Regions from separate parts of the Gossypium raimondii genome. Here regions 2 and 3 are each linked to region 1. The links are chromatin contacts, called in public Hi-C maps. All regions are on one chromosome and are shown on one strand. The core of a region is the stretch at or near the end of the contact, and the rest is flanking DNA. Distances in the headings are between cores, read along the strand shown.

Region 1 (3,892 bases), core at 263-2,762:
TATGGTATTTGAAAAAAAAATTATTATATGTGAATTGTTAAATAAATTAGCATATTTAAATTATATTTAATTATTAGAATAACAAATTAAAAATTAATTAAAATAAGATATTATTTAAAATTAATTAAAAATTAAACGCGTAAAATCATATGCAATGAATGTGCCGTTAGAAACTAATTATATAAAAAAGACACTCTTTTTAAATTCCTTTTTATTTTTCTAAAACATTTTCATATTTGAAAATCAAATTAAATTTATATTAAATTGAAAATGGAACCAGTTTAAAAAAAATTTATACTAAAAATTATCTCAAAAACTCGAACTAAAAACTTTATTTAAATAATATACATATTCTCATCGCTTGATTTAGGGTGGGTTTGGATAGGCGATTGGGTATGGTGCGGTGCGTTTAGCCTACTTTTTGTCTCACGCTACAGTGTTGCTACAGTATCCAATCTCACCGCCACCGCTGTTTTTACACTAACTACAGATAAACGCACCGCCAATTCAAATTAACCCTTAGTCTATTTATCTTTCGCCTAATACATTGTCATTCAAAATAAAGTAAAAGATCGGAGGTTTAATGCAGGTCATGTCAATGTAATGAAATGAAAATGAAATTCATCTGAGTTGAATGAGCCAACGATAGGGCCCACTTAGAAGCATAGCATAGGGCCCACTTAGAAGCATAGTATAGGGCCCATCAAGAAGCTCAAGGCATCGGGAGGAAATTGCCGTTGACTTCCTCCTTCATTTTTTTTATATTAATTAATTTTCTATTGCTAGCTGTCATGATTTTTTGTTTTCAAATTTGGTTAAAAATTAAAATTATTTATTTCCCCTTCAATTTTATAAAAAATATTTTAATTTTTATTTAATTTTTTCTTTTAAAATTATGTTGTTTATCAAATTATCTCAAAGTAAACGAAAAAAATTAACGTCGGTTAATTTTCTTAATATGACATTCATGTAAGGTGATACTCTACATGTATTTCATAATAGTAATTAATTGATTCTTTTAAAATTAAAAATATTAAAAATATTTTTTAGAATTTTCATACTTTTAAATAATTTAATAATTTTTATAATATTTTTATATTTTTTAAAAATCAATTAATTATTGAGATGACATCTATGTGTATGCCAATTAAGCAAAGTTAATAGACATTAACTTTTCTATCTATTTTGAAATAATTTGATAAGTAATATTAATTTAAAAATTAAATAAAATGTTAAAATAAATTTTGTTTTGGTTTTTGAGCTGGAATTCTGATTTGTAAATTTGTAAGGATAAAACGAAAATCTAAAGTTTATATTAATTAAAGACTAATTTTTTATCACTCCAATTGTGATGAAGTCTTGTTGATAATTTTTTTATTAAATGGAGGGGGGGGGGGTAAGCAAATTGAAGAAAAGAGTGTAAAATGGGAGGTTGAAATGAGAAATAAGTGACAGAAACAAGAGGGGGCAGGAGGATTTGATTAGTATATAAAACCAAGGAAAAAGTCCAAACAAACACCAAGTCTCCATTACCCCGTTCTCCTCCACATCCCATCTACTTGGTTGCTTCGCCCCTCTTTCTTCTCTTCTTCCTCGAACCTCAAGAAAGCTTTTCTTTTTTCTTTTAAAGTCAATAATCCTTTTGTCTTGCTATATCTATTCAATCCCAAAGAAAAGATATCGAAATTGCAAAAAGAAAACAAGTTATCAGACCATATGGGGAACTGCTTTGGTACTCAAGTTGATCATCATAGCCAGCCACCCACCCCAGGTACGTACAAACAAACTTGCCTTGGAATTTCCGACAGCAGCAACCACCCCAACCAAACCAATTCATATGATTGAACACACATGCAGAAGATACGAAGAAGCTAAAGGACAGCAGCAACCAACATGGAGTGGTGCCACCTACAGGAAACAAAGAAAGCGGTGGCGGTGAAGGGAACGAAACAAGCAGTGGAAGAAGCAAGGAGGGCGAAGGAGGAGGAGTTCCGGCCAGTGGAAAGATTGTGAGCACCACCTTGAAAATATTCACTTTGGCAGAACTTAAGGCAGCCACCAGAAATTTCAGACCTGATACGGTGCTGGGTGAGGGAGGTTTCGGTAGAGTGTTTAAAGGTTGGGTTGATGATAAAACCTATGCTCCTTCTAAAGTCGGAGTTGGCATCGCTGTTGCCGTCAAGAAATCAAATCCCGATAGCTCTCAAGGCTTGCAAGAATGGCAGGTATTTTACTTTTTTATTTTATTTTATTTCTTATTTCCCATTCATTCTTACAAACATTTATCAACCATGTTAATTTCATTTTAGGACTCTTAATTAAATTCATTTTTATCTTTACTTTTAGTACTTTTAAAAAAAATAAATTTATTTTATTCTTAAGTTCGTGTATAATCAGAATAGTCATTATATGATTGAATGAAGAGGCGTAATTGATAATGTAAACACCAGCCAGCAGAATTATTTTGTTTTCCGAAATATACGGCGCCGTGTTATTTTATGTATACTTTTCTATGCTTTTATAATTTTGCCTCATTTTCCATGAGATAGTTGGAATTTTATACTGTATGTTCATGCAGGTTTAACACAATTGATTTATATTTTATGTATTCCCAGGTTCTCATTATCTACTTATTTATCAATGTTAGGTTTAGTTGGAGTATTTTTTTCTTTTACATGGCAATAATTCAATTTAACTAGTAATATTTAGTCCACTCTTATAACATATTTTTAGTTTTGAAACTTTTTGAAACTTTTTATTATTTAGTTTTAAGTTTAAATTTGTAGAAACTTTTTTTATTTTACATCTAACTATTATAATATAGATAAAATTTTTCCTCATATTATTACATTAGTGATAAATGAGTAGTAAAACTACATCAAATTATGCACTGAAATTTGCATTTTTATGTAAAGAAATGATTTTCAAGAATGGTTGCATATGATATGAATGCTTTGAGATTAAGTTGATTTAGGGAATAATATTGTGTGAGAACAGGCGGAAGTTAAATTCTTGGGCAAGTTCTGCCATCCAAATCTGGTAAAGCTGTTGGGATACTGTTGGGAGGAAAATCAGTTCCTGCTTGTCTACGAATACATGCAAAAGGGAAGCTTGGAAAACCATCTCTTTAGATGTAAGTAATTAAGGAAAAACACACATTGATCTATCATATTCATTAAACATGCTATTTTTCGAGAAGATTAAAGCTTATTTTATATGTAAACTCAATGCAGTAGGCGGAGCAGAGCCTCTTACATGGGAAACGCGGCTTAAAATAGCCATTGGGGCCGCCCAAGGCTTGGCTTTTTTGCATACATCAGAGAAGAGTGTAATCTACAGGGACTTTAAAGCCTCCAATATTTTGCTAGATGGGGTAAATTTAAAGCCCCTCTCTCTCTCTCTCTCTCTCTCTTTCTTTTACATAATCACTTAATTTTTAATTTTATAAAAAATTTATTTAATTTTGTTTTTTATACTTTAAATTTATATTATTTATTAAATTATTTCAAAATAAATGAAAAATAATGTTTATTAAACTTTACTGATGTAAATATACATGGATTATCATGTAGATGTCATATTAAAAATTAATTAATTTTTAAAATTTTAAAAGAATTATAAAACATATTTTAAATATCTTTAATATTTAAAATTTTATTAATTGTTAAAGTAATATACACTAATACATCACCACCCCAATAAAATTAATAATTATTAACTTTTCAATCCATTTTACAATAAGTTAGACAAATAATAAAAATTTAAGAAAAATTAGATAAAACTTAAAATAATTGTATTTTTTATAAAATTAGGGAAAAAAATCATTATTACATTGTTTTTGGGGGGCGGGTGGGGTTTGCTTTAGCTCTCTCATATTACGATAGTGCTAATA
Region 2 (3,788 bases), core at 699-3,198, 140 kb after region 1:
GTTTGCTAATTAAATATTCTACCATAAATTTGGACAACCATAAACTTGTAAATTAATTACTTGAATTTAATAGCTCATGATAAATTAATTAATTTAATTTGATAACTCATATCAATTAAAAAACCAGTTAGATTTATGAGATTCGAATTGATAATGTGAAAGACTATAAAATAAAAAAATGCATAAATGCAATAATGTATGCACTTGCTATATGTCTTTTAAATTTGTTTATTTGATTCTCACTTTTTTTAACATAATTTTACTTTCTTTATTTGATGGAAATTCGATATATGAATTTAAGGGTGAGCAAAACTCGGTTTGATTCGAAAAACTCGATAAAAATTCAAATTTTGAATTAAATAGTTCGAGTTAATCGAGTTATTCGAATAAACTCGAATAAAAAAATCAAAATTTTCGGTTTAACTCGAATGTGAATTATACAATTTGAGTTATCTGAAAATCCAAATAAAAAAAAAAGGTAAAACTATATTGTTTTGATAAATGTTTACCTATCAGCCTTACTTATGTAGTTAAATAATCTTGTACTTCTCCTACTATTTAAATAATCAATCTATATAAATGCAATATTGAGTATAAATAATATGATTCTAAATAATCAATCTATATCAATCTATATAAATCCAAATAACTCGACTTGAAATTTTTTGAGTTGATTCGAAAAATTTTCAAATTGAGTTTGGTTGTTAAAATAGGATTCATCAACTCCACTAACTCGAAATTTTTTGACTCAATTCGACTCGACTCGATCGAATACTCACTCCTATATGAATTCTATTGTAGGTTTATAACAATTATTTCTTGATAACAATTTATTATTATAGGTGTATAACAACTACTTTTTTATAATAAGCAAAATCAGGATTAATTAATTAAAAATAAATAGTTATATATTTATATATATCAAATTAATAAAAATTAAATCCTGCATTGCGAATTCCTAATTTTAATATAAAACAAAAGAGAATGAATTGGATAAAAAGAAAGGAACGTGATTTTTCTTTCCATAATAACCAATAAGATCGGAGCATTTTGATCATCTCGGCTTCTTCAATTCTCACTATTGCAGTAGAAGAAAAAGTGGGATTTATTATAATTAAAATTTTAATTCATGAATTTTAACGGCAGCTGAGTTGTAACGTGTGAGTTTATGCTTTGTCTCTTCCGGAAGGCATCCCAATCATACGGAAAATTACAGAAATGGAAGGACATCCTTTCAACTGTAACACTTTCTTTTTTCAGCTGAATTTGGACATGACCGATAAGAAAAGGTAAAATAGACCATTAGTCACTAAACTATAGATAAATTTTCATTTTGGTCACTTAACTAAAAAAGTTATAATTTGGTCATTGAACTATTTGAACTATTAAAATTGATGCTATATGGTTTTTTTATTTGCACTATCTGCATCAATCGAAAGCTCTCTTCCCCTTTCTCTTCTACAATTTAGTTTTTTTTATGAAACAACTTTAGACATCACGAATCTACGAACCAAAATTCAAATAATTTTTTCTCTAATCTTCAACATTGATCATCAGATCAACTCAAATAAAATGTATGTTCTTCTACTCGTCGATGGGTATTGATCTATTCTACTGATCATCGAATAGTCACTTGGAGCTCATGGCGGAACTTCAAAAAAAAAAAACTTTACAGCCTCATGACTTAAATAAAATTTTTTTCAATAGTTCAATGACTTAAACTAAAATTTTTGAATAGTTAAGTGAACACATTGTTACTTTTTTAGTTAAATGATCAAAATAAAAATTTACCTATAATTTAGTGACTTATGATGTAGTTTACCCATAAGAAAAAAAATTAAAACTAATTGCTTATTATACGTTAAAAAAACCAACGGCCTAGATTTTATTGATGGAGACTTCCACATAAATTAATCAATTAATAAATAAGGGATTGGCGCTACTGCCAATCAATTGTGTTATGCTTTGCCTTCTGTTTAAACCAAACTTTGCTTGAAGGGAAAAATGGAACTGAGCTGAGAGAACTTTGAGGGGCTGAATCTTGCTTGGACTGGCAAAGATGCTGGGTTCGTTGAGTCTTCTCGTAGCAACGCCTTTTGCTTTTCGTTCTTTCTCACCTTCATCTAACAACAATCGCTCTTTGGTAATTGTTATTCGAACTTTTCTTCTTCTTCTTCTTCTTCTTGTTTTTACTCAAATTTCTTAAAACTAGACAATTTGCATGACGTTCTACTCCTTCCTTCCATAGCCGTTAAACTTGCTTGTATTTCCAGAGTTCAGGAACTAATCATCAAATTGCTAAACAACTGGCCACTGAATCCGGACGTGGATCCCAAAAATTGCTTCGGCGACATGTATTTCCAGTTTATCGAAGGGTATGATTTCCGTTTTCAATTCTTTTATGTGCTTGATTTTATTTTTCATGAATGCTAGTCCTAATTAGCCCTTGTGAAGATATTCCTCGCACATTGATGATGGTATTTTGGTGTTATCAAATATAAGTATTTTGGCGGTTGATTACATCATCTCTGCTCAACTTTCCCCTCCAGGTCAGTTATGGTTCTCCAATATCAGCTGTTATGATTGATGATAGTTCAACAATTACAACCTCCGAGGAAAACACGCAAAACATTGGTATCTTGGATATTGATTCTGCCCTCCGACCGTTTAAAGATCACTTTCAATATAGAATTAAGAAATTTGTGGATCAGAAAAATCTCTTTGAAAATTATGAGGGAGGCTTGGAGGAATTTGCAAAAGGTCATTCCAACGCTATTCGCTTCTTAATTTTCTTTTCTCAAAGGCTACTTCAATGATGAAATTGCTTGCTAGGTAGTAAATTCAATATTTTATATGTGAATGTTCAAACGAAATCCGTCTTTTACCCTCTTCTGTAGGTTATTTGAGATTTGGATTTAACAGAGAAGAGGATGGAATTGTCTACCGTGAGTGGGCTCCTGCTGCTCAGTAAGTTTTTGGTTTCTGAAACACAATTTTACTCAAAGTAATTGATTTCTTAGCTAGAGTCTTTTCCTTCATGAAGGGAAGCTCAAGTTGTTGGAGACTTTAACGGATGGGATGGTTCCAACCACAAGATGGAAAAAAATGAATTTGGCGTTTGGAGTATTAAAATTCCGGATTCTGAGGGAAATCCTGCTATTCCTCATAATTCAAGAGTCAAGTTCCGATTCAAGCATGGTGATGGAGTTTGGGTAGACAGAATTCCTGCTTGGATTAAGTATGCCATTGTAGACCCTACCAGATTTGGAGCACCATATGATGGTGTGCATTGGGATCCTCCACCTTCAGAAAGGTGCAATTTCCGCACATTTTATGTGATATATTTTGATACTGATGATATGATACATTAAAAGTAGAAGAAATATATATAGTCAACAACTGTGTCGTGTCTTGGCCAAAAAAAAAAAAAACTACTGTGTGGTCCAGGGTTTTGGACCTAGTTGTATTTGTGTGTGTGTGTTTTAAATCCAGAATTTAGGAACCGTTTATTAAGATAAGTTTGATATTGCTTGAGATTAAAAACTTGCTGCCACATCCACTGCAGTTCCAACAAAGTTGAATTGATGCTGATTTTCTACTTTTAATTTGTGATTGAGAAAATTGTCCTTCTAATGTATTTTTCATTGTTAATGCAGGTATGAATTTAAGTACCCCCGTCCTCCAAAACCTAAAGCCCCAAGAATATATGAAGCGCATGTTGGAATGAGTAGCTCAGAACCACGTATTAATTCATACAGAGAATTTGCTGATGATGTTTTACCCCGTAT
Region 3 (3,995 bases), core at 1,257-3,756, 250 kb before region 1:
ACTTTCGAATCTATTACCAATTGAACTTAGGCTATGAATACATCAAATCATTCGAGTCACTCATACATAGTCCGTCACTTACTCAAGATTAAAGTAAATTACACTATGAACGTCACAAGTGAATAAATCCATAAATAGATTTAGGATTTACTCTACTTGGGTTCTGTCCAATGTATTGCTAATCCAGACATTCACATCTATATATCTATCTTTTGGGAGTCATCTACTTCGATACCAAATACAAGGTATGTTCCTATTTGGAATTGATAGATGACATATTAGTCTTTCAATTAACTTGCTGAATTTCAATTATACTACGTACGTGTTAGATTATCTGTTAATACAAGTTGTCTTCTTGAATTATAATCCATCCACATAATGCAACTTAATATTAGTTAAACATTAGGCAATCAATGAACCAATATTTTCTTTTATTTTGTTTTGCATGCAAAAACCATTGAGGACAATAAACAAAAAAAAATTAATAATAATGATGGAGTTTTATTAAACTAATTTGTTTGAAAATTTTCAAGTACATAGACATAATCACTACACTAAAGACGCTAGATCCCAACTCCAGTTGCATTTATAGATTTGATTAATCGTATCTTCCAACAATATGTTGATAAATTTTTGGTGGTGTTCATTGATGATATTTCAACGTATTCGAGGTCCGAGGATGATAATGATAGACATCTCTGAGTTGTTCTACAGATTCTCTAAGAAAAGAAGTTATCTGTAGAGTTGAGTAAATGTGATTTCTAGTTGTCGAAAGTGATTTTTCTTGGTAATCTTATTTTGACGGTTGGTGTTAAAGTTAACCTTAAGAAGATAGAAGCTATCTTCGAGTGGAAGGAACCTAAGAATGTTACCGAGGTTAATAGTTTCTTGGGTTTTAGCTAGATTTTATTGTCACTTTGTTAAGGGTTTTTCCATGATTGCCACTCCGTTGAAGAAATTGTTGTAAAAAGGTAAGCCATTTGAGTGGAATGAGAAGCATCAGGAGAGTTTAGAGTAATTAAAGGCTATTTTAACTAAGGCTCTTGTTTTGAATCAATCAGAATTAAGGGAAAGACTATTGTTTACGATGATGCTTCATATACTGGTTTGGGATGTATGATGATGTAAAAGGGGAAGGTAGTGACATATGCTTCAAGGCAATTGAAAAATCATGAGTGGAACTATTTGACTCATGATTTAGAGTTGGTGATGGTGGTATTTGCATTAATGATATGATGACACCATTTATATGGTAAGAAGTGTTATATTTACATTAATTACAAGAGTCCCAAATATCTTTTAACTCAGAATAAGTTGAACTTGAGATAGTGAAGATGGATTGAACTATTAAAGGATTATGATTATTTTATTGATTATTATCTAGGTAAGACAAACGGTGGTGTTGATGCTTTGAGTAAGAAGTTGTTGGTGGACTTGAGAGCTATGTTTGCTTGGTTATAGTTGGTGGATGACGGTGGTCTTTTGGCTGAATTGCAAGTTAAGCAAATTAGAAGTTGTTAGCAAATTAGAGATAAACAATTGGTTGATGTGAAGTTGTTAGCAATGAGAAGGTAATTTGAGGAAAATAGAGCTAATGACTGTGATATCGATAATGATGGTCACTTGATGTTCTAAGAGAGGATTTATGTGGCTAGTGATGAGGAGTTGAAGCATGATATACTTCAAGAGGCTCACAACAGTTTCTATGCCATGCATCCTGGAGATAACAAGATGTGTCGTAATTTGAAAGGTTTGTATTGGTGGTTCGGTATGAAAAGGAAGGTTACCGAGCATGTTGCAAAATATTTGACTTGTCAACAAGTCACAGTTGAGCATTAGTTTCTATCAAGTTTACTTTAGTCGATTGCAATCCCAAATACGATGATTTTTTTGATTAGGCTGCCTTTGACTTTGAAGAAAAGATGAACAATTTAACTAATATTAGTGTGAAATATTTTCACATCGCTATGACAATGCGACTACCATGAAATAGCGACTGGTATACCACTATAGTGCTGCTTTTCGAAACCCTTCTTTGCACTGCCCAACAAGTCAATTACAAGCATTGAAAGAAGAAGGAATTCAAAGATTCCTAGCTTACAACCCTAGTGACAGTAAACGTAGCCTTACGATTCAATTAAAAGATTAGTATAAGTTTTGTTTTTAATCTTGGATGAATAGAGTAATTTGAGTGGCGGTGTGGCGTAAAGTTGAGCTGAAAATGGACTTGGGGAAATTTTTTGAGCCATTTTAAGGTCCATGTATGAAGGCCCTGAAATAAATGGATTGGGCTAGAATCAGGGGAAGGGCCCATTAAATCACGAATCAGGTGAGAGAGAGAAGAAGCACAGAGGAAGCACAACAAAAGAAAGAGGTGAGAATCTGGAAAGCCAAAAAGATTAGGAGTGACACAGCCAATAACATAAAAGCACACAGATCGATGGCGTGGCATGAAAATTCCAAATCCCGCCTAAACCCCCTCAATTCTCATTTCGCGTGCAATTGAATTTCAATTTGCCCAAAACTTAATATCTCCGCTTTCGAGTTTCGGCCTCTCAACTCTAGCCTCCTCTATTCTCAACACATCTCTATTTCTATCGCACTTTTATTCCCCTATTCCTCTCTCCCTCTCTCATCCGTAGCTCTAACCCTAGCCCTCTATCAGGTATTTCCCCATCGATTTTTATCGAATTTCCACTTCTTTCTATCGATTTCATCTGCTTTTTCACTCATCTGCGAATTCATTTGCAGGATTCAAACATGAAAGGAGGTAAATCCAAGTCGGATGCCAAGAGCGCCAAGTAAGCTTTTCTCCTTTCGGCTCTTCAGATCGCGTGTTCTAGGACCTCAGATCGTGATGTGTATTAACGTTTCCTATTATTTGACTTTTATTTTTATTTTTATTTTTTTGGTTCGTTTATAGGCTCTCCGTGAATAAGAAATCAACCACGAAAGCTGGAAAGAAATCGGGGAAGGCAGCTAAGGATCCAAACAAGCCAAAGAGGCCTGCTAGCGCCTTCTTCGTTTTCATGTAATCATTCATGATTCTCTCCTGTATTTGTCGGTTTTCTTTAAATTTTTTGGTTTGTTCCGTTTGCTTCGTGGAAAACTCTGGCCTTTATATTCTTCGTAAAAACCACAATCGAAGAGGTGAATTGAACGATTCTTCTTATGGTCAAAGCAAAGTTGATCTTCGAGGATGATTTTACTATTTACATTCATATTTCATCTAATTTTTTAATGTTGATTTCGTGATAAAAGGGAGGAGTTCCGCGAGCAATACAAGAAGGAGCACCCTAAAAACAAGTCCGTTGCTGCTGTAAGTATGAACATTTTCTTTTTTGGATTTTCTTACAGGTTTCTTTCCTTTTCCTTTTTTTATTTTGTTTTCTTAATTTCTCTTTTGGATTCAAATTCAGGTTGGCAAAGCTGGTGGAGATAAATGGAAGAGCCTTTCTGAAGCTGTAAGTATTTTTCTACGTTCAGCACTGAAAATAATCTTCAACATAGATGCAAATATGCATCATGATTAATGTAAAATATATGATTTTAGGAAAAGCGACCTTATGTTGATAAGGCCGAGAAACGAAAGGTCGAGTATGAAAAGAACATGAAAGCCTACAATAAGAGACAGGTAATTTGCTGTTATCTTTTGTTTATACATATAATTTGATGAGTTAAAAGTTAATAAACTTTTTGGATTAATTCCAGGCTGAGGGTCCCCAAGAAGATGAGGAGGAATCTGAGAAGTCTGTATCTGAGGTGAATGATGAAGAAGAAGATGATGATGAAGGCAGTGGAGACGTGAGTTGCAATTAGTATCAGTTTTGTGTCACTGATCTTCTGGCTTATTTTGGACCCTATTGATTCGGGTTTCTCTTTTTTTTGTAAATGCAGGAAGAAGATGATGAGTAGGAAAAATCCAGGGAGGATAGCATAATCAAACTAGGCTGTGATAGTGTTTGATCATCTTATGTTAATGCTTTTTAAATGCA

What was found. A called contact is a pair of places that touch in the nucleus more often than the background predicts.
Region 2: a Hi-C map of leaf shows a contact between it and region 1, with 3 times the contacts expected there. The contact joins the promoter of LOC105793849 here to the promoter of LOC105793854 in region 1. A contact is called at or near these places in 2 of 2 Hi-C or Micro-C datasets (both in leaf).
Region 3: a Hi-C map of leaf shows a contact between it and region 1, with 2.0 times the contacts expected there. The contact joins the promoter of LOC105793859 here to the promoter of LOC105793854 in region 1. A contact is called at or near these places in 2 of 2 Hi-C or Micro-C datasets (both in leaf).

Annotation. Positions count from the first base shown.
Region 1 is chr3:21,479,122-21,483,013 of ASM2569854v1, reverse strand. LOC105793854 (probable serine/threonine-protein kinase PIX13) reads left to right here and starts at 1,512. Exons shown (of 6, transcript XM_012622714.2): 1 at 1,512-1,771; 2 at 1,858-2,225; 3 at 2,998-3,133; 4 at 3,234-3,373. The coding sequence starts at 1,717.
Region 2 is chr3:21,338,710-21,342,497 of ASM2569854v1, reverse strand. LOC105793849 (1,4-alpha-glucan-branching enzyme 1, chloroplastic/amyloplastic) reads left to right here and starts at 1,948. Exons shown (of 15, transcript XM_012622708.2): 1 at 1,948-2,143; 2 at 2,274-2,375; 3 at 2,550-2,760; 4 at 2,898-2,967; 5 at 3,044-3,313; 6 at 3,657-3,788. The coding sequence starts at 2,060.
Region 3 is chr3:21,732,348-21,736,342 of ASM2569854v1, reverse strand. It overlaps LOC105793859 (high mobility group B protein 3), which reads left to right and starts at 2,506. Exons shown (of 8, transcript XM_012622718.2): 1 at 2,506-2,665; 2 at 2,752-2,801; 3 at 2,924-3,031; 4 at 3,262-3,319; 5 at 3,420-3,464; 6 at 3,554-3,634; 7 at 3,712-3,804; 8 at 3,898-3,995. The coding sequence starts at 2,761. The coding sequence ends at 3,915.